2 separate regions of the Gossypium hirsutum genome follow, and region 1 is linked to region 2. The links are chromatin contacts, called in public Hi-C maps. All regions are on one chromosome and are shown on one strand. Each heading gives the region's core, a stretch centred on a gene start, on an enhancer-like site or on the middle of the called end of the contact. The rest is flanking DNA. Distances are from core to core; before and after follow the strand shown.

Region 1 (3,504 bases), core at 124-2,623, 270 kb before region 2:
ACGCGGCTAAATTGTCTTTGCAGGCACTCCCGCTGACACCAGCTGATTGCGTGTTGGCTCCTGCAGCGACGCTCATGTTGGCGCAGTTAATATTGTCGTTTTCTCCAGAAGCTGCCTCAGTGTTGCAGGGCATGGCCTGAGAGGCTCCTGATTCGGGAGCCATAGCCGGAGTATCGCTGGAATCAACGACCGTCAATTCCCTAACTACGCTCTTAGAATTAGACTGTTTAAATTGTTCCACCCTCACCGCTTTATGCCTGGAGAAGTGAACGAAGTTCTGAATCCTCGTCGACTCCAACTCATTCCTCCTCGACGGCGGTATCGGGGGTCTAGAAGCTGACGCCACAGCTGAAGCTGAAACTTGAGTAACTTTCCCGAGTGGAGGAGGAGCGGAGGTTGTGGCGGTGGTGGAGGTAAGGCAAGGGGCGGCGGAGGAAGGATAGAGGAGATCAGCACAGAAATCGTGGTCGAAGCTGGCGTCGCTGAGAGGATAGTGAAGCCATGAAGCCATTTCGTCTTCTTGCATAAAGAGGTGATGATCGGTAAGCGATTGCTGCTGCTGCTGCTGCTGTTGTTGATGATGATGGTGAGATGAGGAAGACCAGATCTCTTTGGTAGCAGATGGGTCGGCGCCTTGGAATTTGAACGGCGGTGACTTCTTGATAGATCTTTGGTTTTGGCTCTGCATAACAACTTGACCGTTTTGCCACAACAGCTCCATGATTTCATCCTCTGGCCTGTTTCATAATTCCATCGCGTCATCAACTCACGGTTTTGGCAACAATAATAAAGCGATAAAAAATAAATAAAATAGAGAAGAAGAAGAAGAAGAAGAAGAAGAAGGTTTAGCTTACATGGAAGGCTTTTTAGAGCGAGTTAAAGTACAAGGGATGGAATCATCATCTTCCATTTCGAAATCGGGGACGCAGTGATTCATCCTCTCTCTCTTAACACTTTAATCTGTATTTATATTAAACATTAATAACTCACCCAAAAAGAAAAATTGTAGAAAAAGGAAGGAGGAAATTGTAAGTAATTAAGGTGTTAAGATAAGAGAATGGTTTGTTTTTACTTGTGTAGATGTGGAAATCCTAAAAGAAATACAACATAGGTGGTGTTATGAAAAAACCCTAGATAGGAAACGAAAATATATTTGAAAATCCAAAGCCGTACAAAGCTCTCCAACGTTGTAGCATATGTATATATATCCTGAAATGGCAGATTGGCAGTGTGAGAGGGAAAAAGGAAGCAGGAGAAGGGTTTTTTTAGAAAAAAAGATTTGGTGTGGGGATGAAGTAGAATTTAGGTGTTTCACCAAAGATAAGATCCTGTTTTTCTCTGCATCTTTTGACAGTGGATGGTACCAACGCTTTCTTCCTTCTTATTAGTAATTAGATGCCCACAAAACAAAATAGCTGCGGACCCCAATCTTTTTTGTTTCCACAAATTGACGGTAATGGTTTGTGTGTGCATCAATTATATATTTTGTATATCAACCATGTATTTTAATTACATGAATCGTAATCAGCTTATTAACTAGATTCAAATTTTGATGAATGTCCATAATTATAATTAATTTAATTTAAATGTAATATGAGTACTTATTATATAAAATTACAAGAAAAATTATAAAATTCTTTATTTGATATCCAATTTAACTTCTACCATTATCCTAGTTAAAATCCGTTATATTGAAAAGAATGTGAATTGTCAGCTAAAAACTTTGGTTTCAGCTGTGAGAATGCTGAATTACAGTTCAACACCTGCTGGGCAGCTGTCTTTGCTACAAGTCAAGTCGGTTTCTCTTTCTTTATATATAATATGTTTTTTGGCCACTAAAGTTATAATTATTGAGTTCCATGATTTTGTCGCTGGTAATTACGAAACTGCATTCAATTTTATTATTATATTTTGTGCCATTGCTGACGTTAAGTTTTTATTCCAAGAAAAACTACATTACAATTAGAAAGAAAGAAAAGTTGGATTTAATTATGGTTTAAAACAATGATTGGCACATACCCTTTCCAATTAAAGTATTAGTACTAGGATACTAATTTTGATACATTCAATTTAAGTATCATCTTATATACTTAATATTATATTTGGTAAAATAAAATTAAAGGAAAGTGAGTGGGTTTACTTTAAGAAGAAAATGACAATTAACGGTAAACTGCCTTGTGATGTAAACTTAATTAATCCTTTACTACTATTATTATTATTATTATTATTATTATTATTATTAATTCTTCTTCTTTTAGATAAGATGCTACCTTTTTTTCTATACTCTTTATAGATTTTGTTTTGGTATATAATAAGTGGTAGTTGGATTATTTATGTTCCTTTTAGTACTGGTAATATTTTATTATATTTCTTATATCAAATATCATTTCTTTTAAAGCATAATCAGAATCTTTTTCAATCTCACTCAAATTTATTTTAATATTGGAACTCCAAATTAAACGCTCTTCATTTTTTTTTCAATAAGGTGTTTATAAGTATAAACAAATTTATAATTATTTACCTTCAAGTAATTATTTAATATTTAATGCTGTTGAGGTAGAAGCTTGACCATAATTGACAAGCAATTTTGATAACTGGTATGAAATTTATTTTGAAAAATTAATATAATAAAACATAAGGACTTTTGGGTGTGTGTTCTTTTTCTTATCAGATTACACCCATTCAAACCCTATTATTATTATTTAAAGAAAGGGCAAAACAAGCCAAGATTGGTGTTAAAAGAATGGTATTGTTTTAGTAATTTAAATAAAAAGAAGATGAAAGTGGGAGGAGGCAGTTGGGAAATAGTGTAGGGATAAGAAACATGTTTTCTTTCTCCATATGGGGGACTGTCCCTTCACAGTTCACACTCACCCACCACATCCTATGACTTCCAATTTTTCATCATTTTTTTTTTCAGTACTTATCATTTTGTACTTTAAAATTATAACTTCTCTTACCCTTTCTTATTCTACATTCCAACCACTCATGATATGCCACATCATTAACTCCATTTAAGTTCTCAACAATAATTAAAGTTTGAATCTTGATCATTTTACTTTAATTTATTCTCTCGTCAAGTATTAATTATGTTTGTAATTGATAAAATTAAACCAAAAAAGTATGATTATTTATATCCTAATTGAGCCTAAATGGCTAAATGATACAAAATACAAAAATGAAATTTTATTTATTTATTATTTTGGAAAGTCCTAGGTTCTGTATTATTTCTGAGACCTCAAACTGACCAGAAATTTAGTATACCCAACCTGTTTTTTTGAAGTGAAAGGATCTAAGTTGCAGTGTTATTGTAGGACACATTTTTCCATCTTTTTGAAGTAAATGTGAAAGATATATTCAGATATATTTTTACAGTTAAAATAAAAGACAACCATGATCCAATGATGTGTAAAGTGCGATCTTTTTCAAAAAAGAAAGTTACATTGTTGTTAAAAGAATATTGCATAGGAAATTATTTTATTTGAAAATGACTTTGTAAAATAC
Region 2 (3,460 bases), core at 254-2,753:
GGTATATTATAGGTATATGACGTATTTGGTATATGCAAGATGATATAGTCTTGAAGGTTGGCATGATTTGCAATTATGGTTTGTTATAGTTTCATTTTAAGTGAGTTAGGTATAATTGATGAATGAGTTCTTATTGATGACTATAAATTACCTTGTGTTTTGGTAGTGGTGTTTAAATCATGGAACTAAATGTCCAGTTATATGTTAACGTTAATTTTTCTTATATTTGTTAAGTGTGGATTATTGCTATGGTATTATACTTAAATTGATATACATATTGTAATTAGAATTGGTAATTGGTATAATGAGTCTTGTTTACGAAATTAGTTTTATAAGTGACCTATGATATGTTACAGGATTAATATCATTTATACATATATATATAGGTTCGGTTTTGGCATGTAATGCATTAGTAGATTTGTTTTATATATAATGATTATGTTTTATGAGATGTCTTTGCATGTAAATGATAAGTGTTTGATTTATATTTGAAAATGACTAGGATACGGCTTAGTAAGGTAGTAAATTAATAAATGACATATTTGGGCATATGTGTATGTATTAGATTACGGATTTAAAAGATGTGATCAACAATGATGTAAGGTAATTTAGCAAAATAGACTCGTATTATTGGAAAGTTGATGTCTGTTTGGGTATAAACATTTTCTCATAATTGAATCATTATTATGGTATATTTTCATTTATGTTTTGGCTAAGCATTGAACAAAAAGGCTAAACAATAGTAATGTACCGATTGTGATATGGTCATATGTTATGGTTTGACTCACTCGTTTTATATGTATATTGTAATTAATAAAATTGTTTATTTTGATATGCGCATAGCTTATATGGGGAAGTGTTATTTTGATACTTTGTTTATGTATTAAATGAATACGAATATATATTAATTTAGTGTCATGAAATATTTTAAAGTTGGTTAGGTTTAAGAGATTTTACCATGATTACGTCTATATACATGCAATAGTTCAGAAGTTGTGTCGGGTCCGGTAATGCCTCGTAATCCTATTTTAGCGACGAATACATGTTAAGGGTGTTACATAACAAATACTCGAGATTAGTATCATTATTAAGTAAAAAGGTGGTAAAAATGACTAGAAAAACCCTATATAATTTAGAGTTTACAGATTTGCGTTGCGATTAACGAGGAAAAATATGGTATGGGATATGGAGGGGATAAGGGGGTGAGTTTTGGCGTGGATATTGGGGGAAAATATTGAACAAATGGGTAATAAGATAAACTAGGAGATGGTGATGGGAGTAGTGGAGAATTTTGGGATTAAAAAACGTAAAGGAATTTCTAAGGATTTTAATTTAGGTCAGCGAGCCAAAGGGAAAGGAGCTATGATTGGATCTAGGCTGGAAAAAAGGTTTTAAGGCTTTAAAGCCTACTAATGAGAAATTGGGTTTTAAGGCCACAAAAGACCATGTGGCTTTTGATGATGGCTCAAAGATGGGACCAAAAATGGATATGGGTCATGGGGAAAAGTTATTTGTCCAGCTCATCAGTGTTCCTTCTAATTTGAACAAAGACAAACATAAGACAGTGTGTGTGGAGGAGAGGCAAATTTCTAAAGTGGTTAAAGGGAATGAGAATGTGGGTTTTTAATTTTGAGGAATCAAGTAGGGCCTCTCAAAATAGTGTACAGAAAATTAGAGATGTTGGGAATGAGCAGCATGATAAGCCACCGAATATTGTTGCAAGTAGGCTTCTAAATGACAATAAGGATTTGGAAGTGGCAATGCAGGGCTTGGTTCATAGTTTTGAACAGGTTCCTAATGGCGCTTATAAAGAGAACGACGACCCGAGTAAGGAAGAAGTTATAGATACCAAGAGTGACTGTAGAGATAAAGTTAGCTGCTAAAATACTTGATTGTTTCTAGGTTTTGTCTTTTATGATTATTTATTTAATTATGGACACAAAGACATTTTGTTGGAATTGTCAAGGGGTTGGGCATCCCAGGTCCAATAATATTGTGAATGAGTATAGGAAAGAATTTTCTCCAGAGTTGATTTGTTTAATTGAAACTCGGATTAGTGGTGCTAAGACAAATGGTATTATTACAAAAATCAAATATCTTAATTCCTTTCCGTTTGAGGCTAATAGGTTTGCCGAAGGAATTTGTGTTGGAAAATCAGGTTTGGAAAAGGCAGCAGAAAATAAATTTAAGGAAAAATCAAAGTTTTAAAAATATTACCAAAACAAGAACTTGGTTATGATATCTAAAGTAATAAACACTTAATCAAAATTGTACATTTTCGATTCGTCTAGGATGAATGATTCGACTAAGTAGTCTTCTCCACTATCCTCACGCTCGCGTCTACCGAGTGTGGGCTCGCTTTGAATTAGAAAATTTTTCACAAAAGCTACCAATGCGGTAATTTTAAAATTTCTCTAAACTTTTGGGTCAAGTTGTAAATAAGAAAAATATCTTTAGAAATTTTCTAAAATAATTTCTTCAGATAATTTTCTCTCTATAACTTTCTTTTGAACTCAAGTGTTCGTCAAATAATGACCCAGTTGCCGGCACCCTGAGCTGATTCGGTTGCTACCAGTTTGGTCTGAGCTAGTGATGTCCCAACCGATCCAATCTAGCGACCAATTGGACTATCGACCTGGTTTCACATACTAGACCCGGTTCGACCAATTTTTGGGTCTTAGTCTCGGTTTTAGGCTCCCGGGCCCAATTTACAATCTCAGGTCCAATTTTCAAGTTCAATTATCTATTAGGTCAATTATTTTACTTGAAAATTAATTCCCAAAAATATCATATTAATTTTAATAATTTTAAGTAATTTAATTTTACTTTATCAAAATTAATTTTTCCTAAAATTACTTAGATTTTCCGAATTAATTTTCAAGAAAATTCTTTAATCAAATTCTCTAGTTGAACAATTCTTACGACCGCCCAATTTAATTCCATATCAAATAAATCAACTCAATTAAATTATTTTCAAAGTCGTAGAATTTTCTTTTGATTCAAATACAGTCTGATCGAGCTTTTATTAAACTAGCAGAAGGACCAATCGAACATATACAATTAGGCTCTAGTAATTTCAACTATGTCTGGAAGCATCGTTTTGATAATTCGCAATTACTTAATCATGGATTCAGTCCACAAAAGTACCATGATTGAAAACTCTTTACCGTATACTCATTACAAAAGCAATTCATCCAACTGCTTTGTCTAATGACATCATCATGTGTATGTTACTTTAAGTTAAATCTGTTCACTCAATACAATTCTATTTTATCTCATTGTCACCATTTTTATCTTTTTAATGATTAATATGATCCCTTTCAACAAATGATCGTGATAAATTGCTCATTCGAGAATAAGCAACTCATGGCGACGTTCCATATTTATCAATCCACACAATGTCTATGAGAGGATATCATTAACTCTTTAATTGAGCTATGAATTCTGCTGTTGCTAGTAA

The links. A called contact is a pair of places that touch in the nucleus more often than the background predicts.
Region 1: a Hi-C map of leaf shows a contact between it and region 2, with 1.8 times the contacts expected there. The contact joins the promoter of LOC107954644 here to the enhancer-like site in region 2. A contact is called at or near these places in 2 of 34 Hi-C or Micro-C datasets (both in leaf).

What each region holds. Positions count from the first base shown.
Region 1 is chrD07:29,507,288-29,510,791 of Gossypium_hirsutum_v2.1, reverse strand. LOC107954644 (transcription factor PIF1) reads right to left here and starts at 1,373. Exons shown (of 9, transcript XM_041096493.1): 1 at 1,174-1,373; 2 at 855-960; 3 at 1-737. The coding sequence starts at 937.
Region 2 is chrD07:29,239,199-29,242,658 of Gossypium_hirsutum_v2.1, reverse strand. No RefSeq gene overlaps it. Among protein-coding and RNA genes, the nearest start is that of LOC107954648, 18 kb to the right of the region's middle. Within about 2 kb of position 1,503, at least 2 of the 9 cell types and tissues checked have an H3K27ac peak or open chromatin away from gene starts, as enhancers often do. A contact at or near this core is called in leaf, where this site is marked.